2 separate regions of the Oryza sativa genome follow, and region 2 is linked to region 1. A link is a contact called in public HiCAR-type data. All regions are on one chromosome and are shown on one strand. Each heading gives the region's core, a stretch centred on a gene start, on an enhancer-like site or on the middle of the called end of the contact. The rest is flanking DNA. Distances are from core to core; before and after follow the strand shown. Region 1 holds the start of LOC4334213 (zinc finger protein 1). Region 2 holds the start of LOC4334232.

The links. HiCAR-type assays count read pairs that join an accessible place to other places.
Region 2: a HiCAR-type map of leaf shows a contact between it and region 1, with 1.9 times the contacts expected there. The contact joins the promoter of LOC4334232 here to the promoter of LOC4334213 in region 1. A contact is called at or near these places in 1 of 15 Hi-C or Micro-C datasets (seedling) and 1 of 4 datasets of contacts at active chromatin or transcription factors (leaf).

The regions. Positions count from the first base shown.
Region 1 is chr3:32,575,068-32,578,425 of ASM3414082v1, reverse strand. LOC4334213 (zinc finger protein 1) reads left to right here and starts at 1,258. Exons shown (of 1, transcript XM_015777827.3): 1 at 1,258-2,466. The coding sequence starts at 1,387. The coding sequence ends at 2,196.
Region 2 is chr3:32,728,944-32,732,276 of ASM3414082v1, reverse strand. It overlaps LOC4334232, which reads right to left and starts at 2,043. Exons shown (of 8, transcript XM_015776201.3): 1 at 1,896-2,043; 2 at 1,630-1,795; 3 at 1,205-1,263; 4 at 511-629; 5 at 184-421; 6 at 1-113. The coding sequence starts at 1,955.

The sequences.
Region 1 (3,358 bases), core at 9-2,508:
GTGCAGAAGATCCCGGCTGCCGATGGCAACCTCAGCGGCTGAGCCGACGGAAACTCACAGTCGATCAGTTATTTTTATTTGACCCCAAAAGGAGACCAGCCTGTTGGAATCTTCCATGAACGCACCACTTCCGGCCCAACTCCATTTGCCATTTTGCCTGGTTTGGGTCTGACTTGCTATCGGGTCGGAGCAATCGTGGATCGGAGCCGGAACCGTCTAGCTAGTGATCAGCACGAGGGCGATGACCACTTCGGCTGTGTCATTAGGCATGTGCTAATTAATAGCCCGCGGGGTTGAACCACTATTATCCATTTGACCCTCTGTCTTTTTCACACTATCACTCACGGTTTCTTCCTCTTTTATTCTCAGAAGTGTGGTAAACTTTGAAGCAACTACTCCTATACCTATATAGAGCCTTTCTCCACGCGTTGATAATTTTGGCCATTCCTAATCTGCAAACAGATCATCTACTCGCAGGAAGTAACCTAATATAGTAGGATAATACAAGTATATAGTCTTGCTCATCATCTCATCCAATCCATGCCACAAAAAAAAACTGACTGTGATGGTTTGCCAGTGTCCCGATTCAGATATTAGGTGTCAAAATCTGAACGGTTGCGTAGTTAATCTCTTAACCCAGCTCCAACTTGGCCACTCCAGTGTGCGGGCGGAAGTGTCGTTACCGGGGCGGGTACGCTTTGCACGCCAAACCCAAAGCCACCCGCAACAACCGACGACGACGACGACCGCTTCGCCACAGTCCACAGGCCACGGCGCGCGCAGCCTACTCAGTCCTCACTCTCCCCACCTCCCACGCAGCCACACTAGCTCCACTCAACTTGCGCTTCCCTTTGGCTTGCCCTCCCATCCCCGTGTCTTCCCAACCACGTTGACCACGACTTTTTCGTTGTGGCCTCGCCTCCTCCTCTTCCTCCACTCCACCACCCACCCGCCCGGCCGAACCAGCCAGCCAGCAAGCCAAGCCCACCCAATCACCCCAACCGCCTCACTCCTTCGCCGCCACTCCACCGGTCTCACGGTCGCTGCCACCCCGTCCCCACGACGACACGCCCCCACCCGTCACCCTCTCGCGCCCCGCCGCGTGCGCGCCCACGCCGCAACCACCTCGCTTGCCTTGCCCCCACCTACGACGCAACTTCCCACGTCTTCTCTTCTCTCCTCCTCCGCACACTCTCGCTCGCGCCTCACCCCTCCCCACTGCTTTAAAACTACCTCACATCTCACTCCCTCCACTCCGCACACCACACCACACCACACAGCAACCAGCCAGCTGCCACACTAGCTTGAGGCGAGCGAGCGAAGCTTAGCTAGCGGATATAACAAGTCGTCGATCTGCTTGCTGCTTTTGTGAATTGCGGTGGAAGCATGTCGAGCGCGTCGTCCATGGAAGCGCTCCACGCCGCGGTGCTCAAGGAGGAGCAGCAGCAGCACGAGGTGGAGGAGGCGACGGTCGTGACGAGCAGCAGCGCCACGAGCGGGGAGGAGGGCGGACACCTGCCGCAGGGGTGGGCGAAGCGGAAGCGGTCGCGCCGCCAGCGATCGGAGGAGGAGAACCTCGCGCTCTGCCTCCTCATGCTCGCCCGCGGCGGCCACCACCGCGTCCAGGCGCCGCCTCCGCTCTCGGCTTCGGCGCCCCCGCCGGCAGGTGCGGAGTTCAAGTGCTCCGTCTGCGGCAAGTCCTTCAGCTCCTACCAGGCGCTCGGCGGCCACAAGACGAGCCACCGGGTCAAGCTGCCGACTCCGCCCGCAGCTCCCGTCTTGGCTCCCGCCCCCGTCGCCGCCTTGCTGCCTTCCGCCGAGGACCGCGAGCCAGCCACGTCATCCACCGCCGCGTCCTCCGACGGCATGACCAACAGAGTCCACAGGTGTTCCATCTGCCAGAAGGAGTTCCCCACCGGGCAGGCGCTCGGCGGGCACAAGAGGAAGCACTACGACGGTGGCGTAGGCGCCGGCGCCGGCGCATCTTCAACCGAGCTCCTGGCCACGGTGGCCGCCGAGTCCGAGGTGGGAAGCTCCGGCAACGGCCAGTCCGCCACCCGGGCGTTCGACCTCAACCTCCCGGCCGTGCCGGAGTTCGTGTGGCGGCCGTGCTCCAAGGGCAAGAAGATGTGGGACGAGGAGGAGGAGGTCCAGAGCCCCCTCGCCTTCAAGAAGCCCCGGCTTCTCACCGCGTAATTCAGCAGCTGCATGGATCCGATCCGTCAGAGAGTTTTTGTCTAGGGAGTGAAATTCAGTCGAAACACACTATTCGTTGATTCGTTTTGTGCCGCTATTGTTTAATTTGTTCCTGCTTTTGTACAGAGCAAGCGAGTGATACATAGCCATACATACAGTCATACAGATATAGGTCTAGCTCTTCCTTGGTTCTTTGTAACACTGGAACTGTACCTGTATCTTTTACACTTTGTTCTTTGACAGTCATATATTGTAGACCATATTCGACCATACTTGGATTGTGTTTAGTTCAGCGTAAAGTTTGAATTTTGGTTGAAATTGAAGATGATGTGACTGAAAAGTTGTGTGTGTATGACAGGTTGATGTGATGAAAAAGAACCAAAGTTTGGATCCAAACTTTAGATCTAAACACAGCCTTGGAGATTGATTCGTGTGCAGTACTACAGTACGCTGTAACATAAACACAGATTGATTTCATGATCATATCTGCACAGAACCGAAACACCTCAGTCTCCCTTGCTTACAGACACGGTAAGAAACAGGAGCCTCTAGTTGATCAATTCACAACACAGAACAGAAGCAGAGAAGTGCACTCAACCTAACCCCCTTGTGCCAACCGCCAAGAGCTGCCAATCTAGACCGTTCTTGATCACGTATTCGGTGACGTGAAATCCGGATTAATTAACTGTTATTCCACCGTCTGATTTAGTTGGGGTCGGCCGTGGAGTGACATGTAACAGCTACCGTACCCTCCGGGGTTGGGAACGGACAAACCCCGGCTGGTTTTGCAGCTTTGGGAACGCCGATCGACGGCGCCCACTGGGGTAGTAGAGTAAGGAGAGGGAGGGAGGTGGTGGAAAGGCCGCGACAGCGACGGCGGGCGGGCGGCTGTGCGTTGATAACTTCACGCTTGCCGACCTGCCCGCGCGCGCGCGGTGGATGGATGGATGGATGGAACCGATCGCTTTCGACGAACAGCCGCCCGGGCGCACCGCGGCCGCCCGCATGGTTGGAATGGAACGGAAATATACGGAATGGATGAGGGCCGAGTTGGGCTTTCCGCCTCGTGCTGCCCCGATGCTTCTTCCGCTTGGCTGGCTTTGCTTGCCCGCGTACGAGGCGCGCGTTGAAGCGTCGACGGGGTTGGGCAGACGCGATGTAC
Region 2 (3,333 bases), core at 794-3,293, 150 kb before region 1:
TCAGGGCCTTGAGCAACAAGTTTGCATGCTGCCTCAGCCAACTGGAAAGATTCTGGCATATTGTCCCCTTCTGAGCAGTAGCATAGTACACAAGTAACTTTCAAGCCTTTAGCCTGTAATAAAATAATGTCATTAAACATATTACAACAGTGACCTCTAATGGTAAAAACAAATCAATCAAACCTTGCAGGCAGAGAATAGTGCTGCAAATGGCAAGCTCGAGTAGTAATCATTTATCGTCATCTCCTCAGGATCACCAGTCATATCTTCTGAAAGATGACCACCTTCAACTAGGCTAGCAAGACACTTCCACCTTTGCTGAGATGGATCGTATTCCTCAAGCTTCTTCCAGCCTAAGTTCTCACATTTCGGATCAGAACCGTCCTCGTTGCAACTTGAAAGGTAATATACTTGCATATCACTAATAGATAAAACAATTAATGAGAATGAGACGCAATCCTAATCCTAATCATAAAAGACAGGATATGTGAAGCTATACATTTCAATTACCTGGATGCATCAATTATCCTTCTCTTGCCTGAATCTAAACTTGAAAGGATAACAACATGGTCTTTTTCAATGCTGCTTATAAAATTAGCAACATTTTTTGCAAATGAAACCACCATCCCCTGAACCAGTATAAAAGGTTTAAAGGTGTCACAACTCATGAAAAAAATCATCAATTATAGGTGCAGACTGCAGACAACTTATAGGACTTCACCAACTACCAAAATTCCAAACAAAGAGTGAAAGGCCCAAGCATCGCCTGCAACTCTAGTCTCACCCCCATCGTACCTCTTTAAAGAAAAGGTCAATAGATCAATAACTATATTTTCTCTAAATCATTTCAGAATAACAAATGTGCTATGTAAATTTAGTTCACAAGGAACAAATATCCAAGGGACAGATGTTAGTCTAGGAAATGTAATGTGTGATGTACAAAAAAGAAAGGGAAGCTGATTCTATAATTTCAAACAAATGGAGTACAATTTTGATATTATAATATCAAATACAATAGAGCTCAATATTGTTCTTTATGCATTCTTGAAAGAACCCTGAAGCATGTGCAACAAAGCTCACAAGATTCTGTAACTACATGAATCATAATCACCCACGTAAGCAAGTGAAAAGTATCTTTAAGTACTCTTTGAGATTTATAAAGTTAAAACCGAAAATATGTGGCAAATAGGTAAAATCAACATACTGTAATAATTGGGGACCGTTGCTGTATGAAGGCCAGCCTATGGGATGGAGATTCATAAGCTGTAAAGAGAAAAGAGACAGAAGGTGACAAAGTAAGTAGACATTATATTTCAATTATTATTCACACACTAAGTAGTGCCATTGCTGAAGAACAATATGCGTGGCTGAATCTTAAGGTATTTTTTTTAATTTCTTGTGCCGATTATTCTCTTAGACCTGAACAAGGCATTTCATCAAGTAGCTGGTGTGCAGAGGAGGAATTGTTCATGCCGGACTATAACACATTTCATCGAACAGTTGGTGTGCATAATAGAAGGATTTAAAGTACGAACACACCCAATCACCAGTTCACCACCCCTAACACAATCCAATCCATCAAGCGTCCTGCTAGCATAGCACAGCAGAGCAAAGGACAGAGCACCCAACCTTCCAGCGCGAGCGCGAGATCACCGACGGCGTCGGGGCCGAAGGCGTCGTTGCCGGCGCAGGGCAGCACGGACGGCTCGTCGAGGTACGCCACCCGCCTCGCGCGCGACGAAGACACCAGCAGGTCGACGGCGAGCTGCCCCACGTTGCCGATCGAGAGCGCCGGCTGCAGCCCCCCAAAAAAAGGATCACCAACCCGCGTCATGAGCCATGGAGGCAAAGCTATTCAAACCGGAGAGAGGAGAGAGGTTTAGGGCGACCCGGACCATGAGGAGGGTGGAGCAGTCGGGCGAGAAGGACTCCCCCTCAACGACGGCGTGCTCCATCGCGGCGGCGGCGGCGCTGGATCCCTTCAAAACTTGGGCGAGAAGTTGAAGGGCTCGAGTGGGCTAGCTATGGAGGCAGGCAGCGGATGGGAGAAAGACGAGAAGAAATACGCCGCTTTTGTTGCGTAGAGGAGAGTGGAGACGGAGAGAATTCGATTTCGTTGTGGGCTCAAATTGGGCCGTGATTTTAGTTGCGGGCTTTGGGAGTTAAATGGGCCGGATTGGAGGTAGCCTGGACTTCCTGGCCCATTAATTAAAATCAGACGTATCCAATCGGTGCAGTGCAGGTCGTTTGGTAAACCGGACAGTTATTACTGAACGGTTTACGTGAACCTTGATAATAGTTACTCCATGGACACAACCCACCCTATAAGCTCTTCGTTTCTTGGATACTCAGGCCAGCTACTTGATTACAGAGCTTCTTGGATAGCACGTTACTCATCATGCCCAGGATTAGATCATTCAAACAAAAATTCAAAGAAGATCCTAATACTTTCTTTCCAACAAGATTTACATACAGAAGCCACTGAGAATTGGTTGACAAGGGCAAACGTTCAAGGTTCAAGTAAAGAGTAGTCCCCGCCAAAAAAGAAAGAAGAAAAGAAAGAGTAAAGAGTAGTCACGGGCTCACGGCAATAGCAAGCCAGTTGAGAAATCAGATGGGACATCAGACAAAAAGTTATCAGAACCAGCACTAGTGCTGCATATATTAACCAATGAATCGACTCCAAATTTGAAGGATTACAACCCATATGATACAATTGATGCAAAATAGCAAGGCAAAGTGGTTATATACAGAGAGTATATCTACTATATACACGGTACACGCTTCCATCAATCCATTTTACCGGCGAAAGCCCAGCGGCCAGTGAGCGGCGTCAGGCAGGGGCGAAGCGGTCCATGAGCATGCACACGGTGGCCTCGGAGTCGGAGAGGAGGATGCTGCTGTCCCTCGTCCTCGTCGTGATCTCCTGCACAACACCATCACCAACCTTACTCTTGCAGCTCTCCCCTTCGCTCTGAGCTCGCTGGCCGACCCCGGCGTCGGCCGCCGGTGCCGCCCCCCGGCCCATCTTGGCGAACTCCCCCAGCCAAACTCCAACCAGGCCCGCCATTGATTAATGATTAGTCTGTTCCTCTCTGCCTCTCCGAGCTAGCTGAGTGAATTCACTAGCTTCGCACACACACTCCAAAGAAAAGCTCAGTTGAGTAGTAGTACTTGACTGGTTGCTTCGTTGGCTAACCGCGCGGCGTTGGGGCTCTACTTATACGCGTACTCCGGCTCCGGCAACCGTGGGGAGACGGGAAGACGAAGCTACGTGTCTAGTTGTTGCGATATGTGAGAGCGGAGCGGGAGGAGGAATAGTCGAGGAAAGCT